Linked DNA regions of Triticum aestivum: region 1 is linked to region 2. The links are chromatin contacts, called in public Hi-C maps. All regions are on one chromosome and are shown on one strand. Each heading gives the region's core, a stretch centred on a gene start, on an enhancer-like site or on the middle of the called end of the contact. The rest is flanking DNA. Distances are from core to core; before and after follow the strand shown.

Region 1 (4,753 bases), core at 57-2,556, 300 kb after region 2:
ATGCACAAACACAAAGTCTGAGATAATAAATCGACTTGAATACTAGACTCACGGGTGAGAGTAAAACTCTTTGCATGAGAAGCTCCGTAGAAGCGAAAAGCCCAACTGCAGTTGCCACTGTAAGTACGAACTCTTCCCGAACCCTCCAACTCTTATGAGTCCATGCATAATTTCCGGCCCTTTCAAGAATGATTGTTGGTGAAGAAACCTGAGATATGGATAAAATCAGAAGGCTGCCTAGTAATAAATCTAAAACATTGAGAACAAGGCGAGCATGCTTGGCTTCATACTTACCTTGATATCCATTGGACAGAAGTCTACATGTAAAAGTAATGGTAACATAGTAGTAACAAACAACATTGTCAAAAGAGAAAAGACAACACATATTTTGATATTTATGCTGTATAAAAATCAAAGCATTAAGAAAAAAATTATGTAATTTACAACAACTAGGCATATATAGTTAATTTCAACACCTGAAAAGAGCGATCTTTACATGTGAACTAGCAGCATATTTGAGGGTAAATGGTTCTTAAATCAGTCGAGCAAAAACCAAACTGCATATGAGAAGTTTAAATCTTCGTTTGATACCCACCCACATTTTACCGTTTCTACAAACCAAACTTGACCCAAAAAATAAGAAAGCTAATCCCTTGATTGTTGAAGTATGAAACGGCATTGTAGCTCAATAGCACATCATCACACAAATCCTAAAACAAATTCATCTTGATAGATAATTGGACCAAATTCAAAACCCCAGCTAAGTTCCAAAGCAACCACATTCCCCCAGAATATAATAGATTAAACAGGATCGCCACCGAAAGGGCAGGCGACTCACCTCCATGAGCGTGACGAGGAGCTGGCGCGCGGCCTCGCGGACGGGCTGCTTGCCGTCGCCGAGGCGCTCGACGGCGGCGGGGACGAGCGCGTTGAGGTGGATCTTGAAGTGGTCCCCGGCGAGCACGGCGGCGGCGGAGAGCGCCTGCAGGCCCCCCTGTGCGACGCGGAAGTTGGCGTCCCGCGTCAGATCCACGCAGGTGTCCACCAGCGAGGTGACCTCGGCCGGGGAGAGGCCGCGGCGGGCCGCCGCGTCGAGCGCCTCGTGCAGGCGCTCCACCCCGGCCAGCCGCTCCTTGGTGTCCTTGGCGCGCGCCGCCTCCAGCGCCGCCTCCATTTCGGCGCGCGGGCCCCGAAGAGTCCGCCGTGTGGCAGTACGGTTGCGAGGAGGGGGGGCCGGCGGCGAGGCGAGGGGGGTGGTCGGATCTGGGGACGGAGGCGAGGGGAGGGGGAGGGGAGTGTGAGAGCGTACACGGATGCTGAGAGGTAGGGTGGTTGGGGCTTTAGGTGGGTTTGTGCAATGACACCCCTGGCTGGCTGCGACCTTTCACGCCTATGCCCTCCGTTTGGATACACGGAGGCTACGGTATGAAAACTTTTGTGTTTCTTTCTTGAAAAGCGTGCTATGAACTGGAGTCCGGGAAAGCGGGGCACGTTACCGAATTTTGGGTGGGATATGGGCGTGGCATGGATCGTAAATCCGCAAACTTTTGTGTTTGTTTCTCAAGTAAGTATTTAAATTCAACTCAATGCGTAACATTCTCAAAAAAACTCAACGTATACTTTCTGCTACGTGGGAAACTATACGTTGATTAGGGAAGAAACACGGAGGAGAAATTCCTGCGACCGAAAAATGACTTTGAAAATCAGGGGCCGAGAGACGACATAGCATAACGTCGCCATCCATGCCAAAACGTCGTTACGTACGTATAGTCAAGTCCTTGCCCCCGTGATTAACTGAGAGTTTAGAGAGCAACAGCGTCGTTTTTGAACTCGAGTGTCCCCATCACGTACACTACAATATATAGGACTCCACATTGATGGTATACTATATCTATATGTTAGGGAGTATGAGACGCTATATTGTAGAGCATTATTATACTAACCACAAGGAAACAAAAACATGTCTCGTTTGAGATAATGAGATAATATGGTCCACGCAGAGCTAGCTGCTTGATGTACGTATGGTAATGGCAACTACTCGCACCAACTAGCAGCAGTACGTGTGCGTGATGTTACACCTGAACTAATCATCCTCCGCCTTAAACTCCCTTGCGTCGTTGTCTCTTACCAGCGGAAATGTTATGTTACGTAGTACGTGGACCATGCGATCGAGTTGCAGGGAGGGCGGCTATCATTATCCGTCGGATCCCGGATGGCTGCGTTGCATTGATGCATGCAGCTGATCCGCCACGCTGTTTAATTAATTAGTACCTTATGTGTACAACAACGAACCTACTCCTGGTACAAAAATATTGGGAGAATAATGTGATAGTACACGTTACAAGTGCATTCTAGTAGGAATATAATGGCATGCTAGCACAAATTATAATCGAGTTTTCCGCATAAATATTCAGTTCCGAGCTGCTAATTAAGGAGTACTATGTCAAGTATTTGCTTAATTTACAGTCTCATCTCATCATCTGGCAGTGCGTGAAACGAAAACATCCATCTCTTTCTCACCAACGCTTCAAGTGAGCTCGCGCACAGGCTGGCTTCCGGTCCTTGCCGTTCCTGGGGCTCATCGCTGGAACAATGATAATCTACTGAGGCCATCATTTTTGCGAGCCCGCTTTTGCCAATAGTGGGGCGCTCATGCTGTCGCCCGCACGCTACCCAATCCATCCCTCCTCCATCGCCTCTTTTCTTACTTTTTACCCCACGAACACGGGATCACAGTCTGGACTAGCCTGGACGCACGCCCGCACGCTCCCCTCCCCGCCGGTGTCCCCTTGCGACTTGTCCGTGGCATCGCTGGACCTGATCGAGGGCCGAGGTCCGGCCTCAGTCATGGCGATGCTGCCGTTGAGGGACCGCCGGTGCAGGCTGCGCGGCTGCAACCGATGTCGGGCATCGATCCCGATAAAGCTTCTGCGTCGATTGTGTCGTGCAAAAAGGTGAACACCGCAGTTCGGCGATTGGACTCGGCGGCTGAGCTTAGGCCAACTCCAACGCGCGACCTTAAACGTACATTTGTTTGGTTTGGATTTGAACCGTTTGACCTGGGAAAACGGGCGCTCATGTACGGTTTGGGGCGGCCTCGTGTCGACGCACCTCAGAGCATTTTCAGCCGTTGGCCTCCCCAGGACGCATAAAAATCGCCCCTGGGGCGAGCCGGCTATACAATCGGCGCTGGGGCGGTTTTGCGTCCAGTCGTCGCCCCAGGTGCCGATATTGGCCCATTTTTCAGCCCCCTTTCGGCGAATAAAGGGTTCATATGGGCGTAGGCCCATATTCGGCGTGGTTCGCCGTTGCTCCTCGTTGAATTATGAACATAAATATTTTTTTATCACATATTTCATTACAGAAAAATCAAATAGTTCAACAAAATAGTACAACAACAAATAGTTCAATACAAATTATATAGTTCAACAAATAAAAATTCATATTTCATCACACGTCGCGCCCGGCGTCGCCCTTGAGCCTCCATAGGTGCTCCACCAGATCATGTTGCAGCTGATGATGCACCTGTGGGTCTCGGATCTCCTGACGCATACTGAGGTAGGCAGTCCAGGTTGCCGGTAGCTGGTGATCAACTTCGGCTAGAGGACCCTGCCTGTAGTATGGTTCAGTGTCAAACACTGGGTCTTCTTGCTCGCTCTCGATGACCATGTTGTGCAAGATGACACAGCAAGTCATGATCTCCCACATTTGATCTTTTCGATCAGGTCTGAGCAGGGTACCGGACAACAGCAAATCGAGATTGGAGCACACCAAATGCTCGCTCGACATCCTTCCGGCAAGCCTACTGCACCTTGGCAAAGTGGGACTTCTTGCCTCCTGGCACAGCGTTTGAGATAGTCTTCACAAATGTAGACCATCTCAGATAGATGCCATCAGCTAGGTAGTACCCCTTGTTGTAGTGCCGCCCATTGATCTCGAAGTTCACCGGAGGAGAATGACCTTCAACAAGCTTGGCAAAGACAGGAGAGCACTGCAGCACGTTGATATCATTGTGAGTTCTTGGCATACCAAAGAAGGAGTGCCAAATCCAGAGGTCCTGTGTGGCCACCGCCTCAAGTACCACATTGCAACCGCCTTTGGCGCCTTTGTACATCCCCTGCCAAGCAAATGGGCAATTCTTCTGTTTCCAATGCATGCAGTCGATGCTTCCAAGCATCCCAGGAAATCCTCTTGTTGCATTCTGTGCTAGGATCCGAGCAGTGTCTTTCGCATTGGGTGTTCTCAAGTATTGCGGTCCAAACACTGCCACCACTGCCCGACAGAACTTGTAGAAACACTCTATGCTAGTGGACTCGGCCATGCGCCCATAGTCGTCGAGTGAATCACCGGGAGCTCCGTATGCAAGCATCCTCATCGCTGTCGTGCACTTCTGGATCGAGGTGAATCCAAGTTTGCCGGTGCAATCCATCTCGCACTTGAAGTAGTTGTCGAACTCTCGGATGGAATTCACAATCCTGAGGAAGAGCTTTCGGCTCATCCGATAACGGTGCCGAAATGTTTTGTCGTCGTGAAGTGGAGCATTGGCAAAGTAGTCGGAGTAAAGCATGCAGTAGCCTTCGAGACGATGCCGGTTCTTTGCTTTCACCCGCCCCGGCGCCGAGCCACCTTGCCGCAGCTTTTCATTGCTCGCCAGCAGCTGGGCGAGGGCGGCGAGCACCATGAGATGCTCTTCTTCCTGGACGTCGGCCTCGGCTTCCTCCTCCAGCAGCACGGCGAGCGCTTCCTCGTCATC
Region 2 (5,090 bases), core at 1,451-3,950:
GAGAGCTTAGCAAAGGCTTTGCAGACAATATGTATCAAGTTAAAACACTTTTGCTGGGATTCATCACATAGCTAAAGACGGTGTATACTCAACCAGTTCTACAAACGGCAATGGCACCACAAGGCTGCTGTAGATGTGCAGAATGAACTTGCTCATCTGCAGTATGCAGTTGATTGACTAATGACTATCCAGCTGATTCGAAACACATTGGTTTATCCCTTTTAAATAGAGTCTACTTCCATAGCCTATGTACCTTTGGAAGATGCTTACCGGCTATAACAACTTTATTTAAATGACCAGCGATACCGCCTGCATCTTACCGTGCTAACTAATTAGCCTGTGAAGTTTTGTGTATAGGTTCACCCAAAGAACATGTTTACTTTTGGCAGTACTCTCTGGTCATCATGTTTACTCTACTAAGCTACCTAAATAGCCTATGAAGCTTTGTGTGTATAGCTTCACCCTAAGAACCCGTTTGCTTTTGGCACTACTCTCTGGTCATATATAAATTTTGAATGCATGATACTATGTTGTATCCATGTGATATATCTATGCCGACTGAGTCTACTCAAGCTTTCTGCTTCTGTGAGATAAGAAATCCATTTATATTGCTCTATATCTGAATATCCACTATTTGTAATACAATCCACATTGCATCATCTTGCCATCTACATCTCCTATTTACTCAGTACTAATAACATTCCTTCTAACTCGCTCCTTGCGCCATTGGCGCAACCAGGTCATCTAGTAGAAAAACCAGATGAATGGAGTGGCATGCCAATCTTGAATACACTAGGGGATTAGTACAGCCTTTTGGTTGTGCGCGGGAAGAGCTTAGGATTCTTTGCATGAAGTTTGAGTGGACGAAAGTTTTTCTATATAAACTAAGGAAAATTTTCTATAGAATTGTAATCCGACGAGTCAAACAACCTATGCAGCAGAATGTCCCAAGGATTAGAATCCTCGGAATTTCTTCGAGAAATTACTTGAATCAAAGAGGCCCTTAAGGTGTGGATTAGATCATCACAATTTCGTTTACGATGTTTGACCAGAACAAATCAGTCAAACTTATCTTCAAAAAGAGTCAAACTTACATTTTTGCCATCGTCGTTAAGCCACGTCACCTTTCAGACAGTTAGACAGCTGAGCACGAACTAATCAGTTCAGACACGAGACATGCCCTTACCTGCATACTTACATGTGTATAGTTCGGACCGAACTTGCAAAACCACACGAATTTCAGAAGACAGAACACAAAAAAGAAGCCCGCAAAGAAACTAGACTCTCCCGTCCATCCCATCAAAAAGACCCGACCACATCCCTTTGACCTGCGGCAGCTGCGCCACGAACGCTTGCCATGGCGGGTAGCCCACGCCGCTGCCCCGGACGCGCCCGTCCATCCTCAGCGATAGGTACCTGCGCACAAGCAATTCGATCATCAACAATCCAACAACCCGAACAGCTGAAATGTTCAGACGAATCTGCATTGCTACCCACACAGGGGAATCAGGCGTCACATTCGCCATCTTCTTCTGCTCAGCCAACCATCTGCAAGAAGCAACAGCACCAATCAGCACGATGAGATTCGCCATTGTGTCAATCCTTCGTGTGCGAGCAAGGAGCAAGAGAGTAAATTCTTCGTGGTCTCGTACTTTGCCCACTCGGAGGTGTACACCGGCGTGAGCTGCCAGAGCCTCCTGCTCTTCCTGGCGACCTCCTCGTCCTCCGCCTCCGCCTCCCCCTCCCCGTCGCCCTCCTCGCCGAACTCCAGCGCCGGCGCGTTGCCGTCCGTGGGGAAGGGCAGCACCAGCACGCCCCTCTCCATGAGGTCCCTGAGGAACGGCCTGCTCCGGCGGAACGACTCGGCGACGAACTCGGCGGGGCCGGCGACGATGACGAGCCGCGCGCTGCCCCGCAGCTCGCTCAGCGGCACCACCCGGCCGCCGTCGCCGACGCGGAGCTTGAGCCTCGACAGGTTCTCCTCCCGCGTCAGCCTGGCCACCTGCGCGTCGCTGGCCTTGCGGTCGCGCGAGTAGAGGAACGCGAAGACGGCCACCGCCGCCACGTCGATGCCCAGGCCCTTGAGCGTCTCCGGGACCCCCGCCGCCCTCGCGGGGTTCCCCAGCGCCGGGAGGAGCTGCGTGAGCGCGATGAGGCTACCCAGGCCCGCGCTGGCCATGAAGGCCAGGTAGAAGAACATGCGCACCGACCGGAAGGGGGACAGCACCTCGCTCCTTATCTTGGCCATGGAGCTGCTGCTGCCGCCGCTGAGAGAATCGAACGAGGCCATCAACGACGGGCCCAGAGCCGAGAGCCGCTCGGCCCCCAATTGCAGAGGAAGAAGAAAGACGACGGGGCGGCTACCTTACCTCGTTGCCCGGGGCGCCAGAAGGGGGAGGAGGGGAGGGCTTGTTCGCGGCAGAGCATCGGGCGCCGCGGCGTGCTCTGCTGCTGCAGGATAAGGCGACCGACGGCTTCCGAGAAATCGGCGGCAGAAAGAGGAGCGGGGCGGGCAGGGAGACGGTGGCGGGACAGGAGGGGATCGGCCGCGCGGCCATCGTCATGGAGCTGCAGGTTCGCTCGCTCGCGCTGCCAGCCTGACCGGAGACTGTCGCTGCGACGGAGGGTAGGATTTCCCTTTCTTCTCCTCTGCTTTTTTAACCGCCACTCGATTTGTGGCGGCAATCGCAACAGCAAGGTGGGAAGGGAAGGAGAGGAGAGGCCCACGCTTGGCCTTGTAGGCAAGGCTGCTGCCACTTCGCTCGAGTTTGCCTGGCTTTCTGAATGCCAAGTTGCTCTGTATATTCTCTCGAAAGAACAAGTTGGTGGTTGTGTATTTTGGCAGTACCAGTGTCCATATAAATTCCAAAATGCTTACTGCCATTTGAGCTCCTGAGAGGCAGAAGAAATGTCCCAGATGGTATTGGCAAGACTGCATGCAGCACGGTTATGGTTACACTGTCAACCACTGTCACGAGTCCTAGCACACAGGCTGAACAGATTCCAACAACTTGGTGCTATTTGAGTTCCTCAGATAGAAAGCTTGTCCTAATGGAATTGGCAAGAACAAGGCTTCAACAAATGATCATGGTTACACTCTGTCAAAACATGGAAGTTAATGCAGTTACCTGTATGCAGATTTCTACTAGCACACAAGCTGAACAAATTCCACGCATTTTATTTGAGTTCCCGAGACGGACCTAATTGTCCAAATGAAATTGAAAAGGACACTCCTATAGAAATACTAGTATGGTTACAATGTCTCAAAGCTGCAAGCTTAACTCAGTAAGCTGCAGGCAACACACGCCGATGTTCGCACTCTGATCCCCGAGTTGCAGAGACTACGCCGTATTGTAAGAAAACTTGAGCTTCTTCAACTGCTCCTCCAGCAACGGGTGGCACTTCTCGAACGACAGTGTCCTCAGGGAGACTGGCAAGCCCGTACGTGGCAACGACCGAATCTTCGGACAGTTGAATATACGCATGAACTGGAGAGTGGACAAAGTGTACAAATCTTCAGGGAGTGCAACAAGGTTCCCACAGTCCTGAAACAACAGCTCTTGCACCGATGGGAAACACCAACACAGCTTCTTGTTGCGAGGACCATGAACAACCACGGAGTCAGTGGACTGGTAGAGTACAAGGGTCTTAAGAGCAGGCGCTGCGCTTCTCATCATCAGGCTAAGGAGAGAGGTGCTACTGATGGTCAGGCACTCGAGCTTTTGCAACCCCCGGCCTTCACCGACGTCGAGAAACATCGAGGGGTCAAGGTCTGTCAACCTAGGACAGTTCACAATGTGCAGGTTGATGAGTGATGAAAGGTGGTGCAATCCACCCAAGGATTGCAGGCTGCTGCAGTTATCGACATACATCCCTCGGAGTGATCGCATCTGTGAAACTATTTCTGCTGGAAGGGACAGTAAGTTAGGACAGTTGTATATAATCAAGCTTACGAGTGAAGGCAGGCTGTGCAAGCAGGATGGAAGCGATGCATCGACATGGCCGCATGATCTCATAAGCAACTCCTCCATTGACGGCGGCAGGGTCAGTTTCCTTGTGGGTGGAAGCTCTGGACAATTTTGAATTTCCAATACGCGAAGAGAAGCAAAGCCCTGAAATCTTTCCACAGGGAGCAATGCTAGTTTTGAGCAGTTCATAACAGTTATTTCGGTGATTCCCTGCAAACTCTGTGCCTGTAGACACTCATCGAGACTCCTCAGGTTTTTGCATCGTATGATGTGCAACCTCCTGAGGGAAGAAGGGAGGCTGGTGATTTCAGTTAGGAAATGGCAGTTGGAGAGACTGAGCTCACACAAACAGCAAAGAGTTCCAGCCTGCAACCAAGATGGTGTTTGGATGCCACTGTAGTGCTTCAATTTCAAGCTCTCAAGGTTGGGATGAGGCTCAAGTGATTCAACAATAATGCTTTCTTCTGAACATTTAGCATCGCTAAATTCTGGATTACCAACTTCACTTGAAGACCATTCAAGAATCAACCGTTGTAGGTGTGCTTTTGCGTTCATCTTGGCTTTCAAGGCATCATCCTTCACAACATTCTCAAGATTCCTAAGATGTAAAGTTTCAGTCAGCTGTGTCATGTCCTTCAGTTCGGCGATTCTGTGCCCTTGTCCTTCCGGAATTTCAAATACTAAAGAGTTCTCGAGTGATGTCAAATTGCTTATATTTCTCATCACCAAAGAAATCGGTTCATTCGTGTAACATTTCCTCAGATTGGCTAATCTAGTCAAGCCCTTGGGATGGCTCTTCAGAGGGACGTTCAACACATTCAGAATTTGCAGATTGCTTAGTTGGCAAATGGAGTCAGGCAACCATTGGATCTTTGTGTAAGAGATATCAATATACCGGAGAAGTTTTAGATTGCCAATATTCCTAGGGAGCTCTTTGATCGCACACTCCCGTAGCACCAGCACGCGGATATTACTCAGTTTATCAAACAAAATATCAAGTGAGCAACTCAAATCTTGCCCAGACATACCGAAAATCAAAAGCGACCGCAGCTTTGTGTATCTTCCCAATTCAAGAAACTTGCTCAGTTCAAGATATTTTGTGCACACTGACAGATGGCGAAT

The links. Hi-C and Micro-C count contacts between places; a contact is called where the count stands out from the background.
Region 1: a Hi-C map of leaf shows a contact between it and region 2, with 6 times the contacts expected there. The contact joins the promoter of LOC123053856 here to the promoter of LOC123053854 in region 2. A contact is called at or near these places in 2 of 5 Hi-C or Micro-C datasets (both in leaf).

The regions. Positions count from the first base shown.
Region 1 is chr2D:464,133,769-464,138,521 of IWGSC CS RefSeq v2.1, forward strand. LOC123053856 (CLIP-associated protein) reads right to left here and starts at 1,307. Exons shown (of 21, transcript XM_044477439.1): 1 at 839-1,307; 2 at 53-208. The coding sequence starts at 1,174.
Region 2 is chr2D:463,832,954-463,838,043 of IWGSC CS RefSeq v2.1, forward strand. LOC123053854 (protein LOW PSII ACCUMULATION 1, chloroplastic) reads right to left here and starts at 2,701. Exons shown (of 4, transcript XM_044477437.1): 1 at 2,365-2,701; 2 at 1,653-2,267; 3 at 1,494-1,548; 4 at 1,016-1,416. The coding sequence starts at 2,564. The coding sequence ends at 1,300. LOC123053852 (putative disease resistance protein At3g14460) reads right to left here. Exons shown (of 1, transcript XM_044477435.1): 1 at 3,074-5,090. The coding sequence ends at 3,342. It overlaps LOC123053855 (a long non-coding RNA gene), which reads left to right. Exons shown (of 8, transcript XR_006425904.1): 8 at 1-546.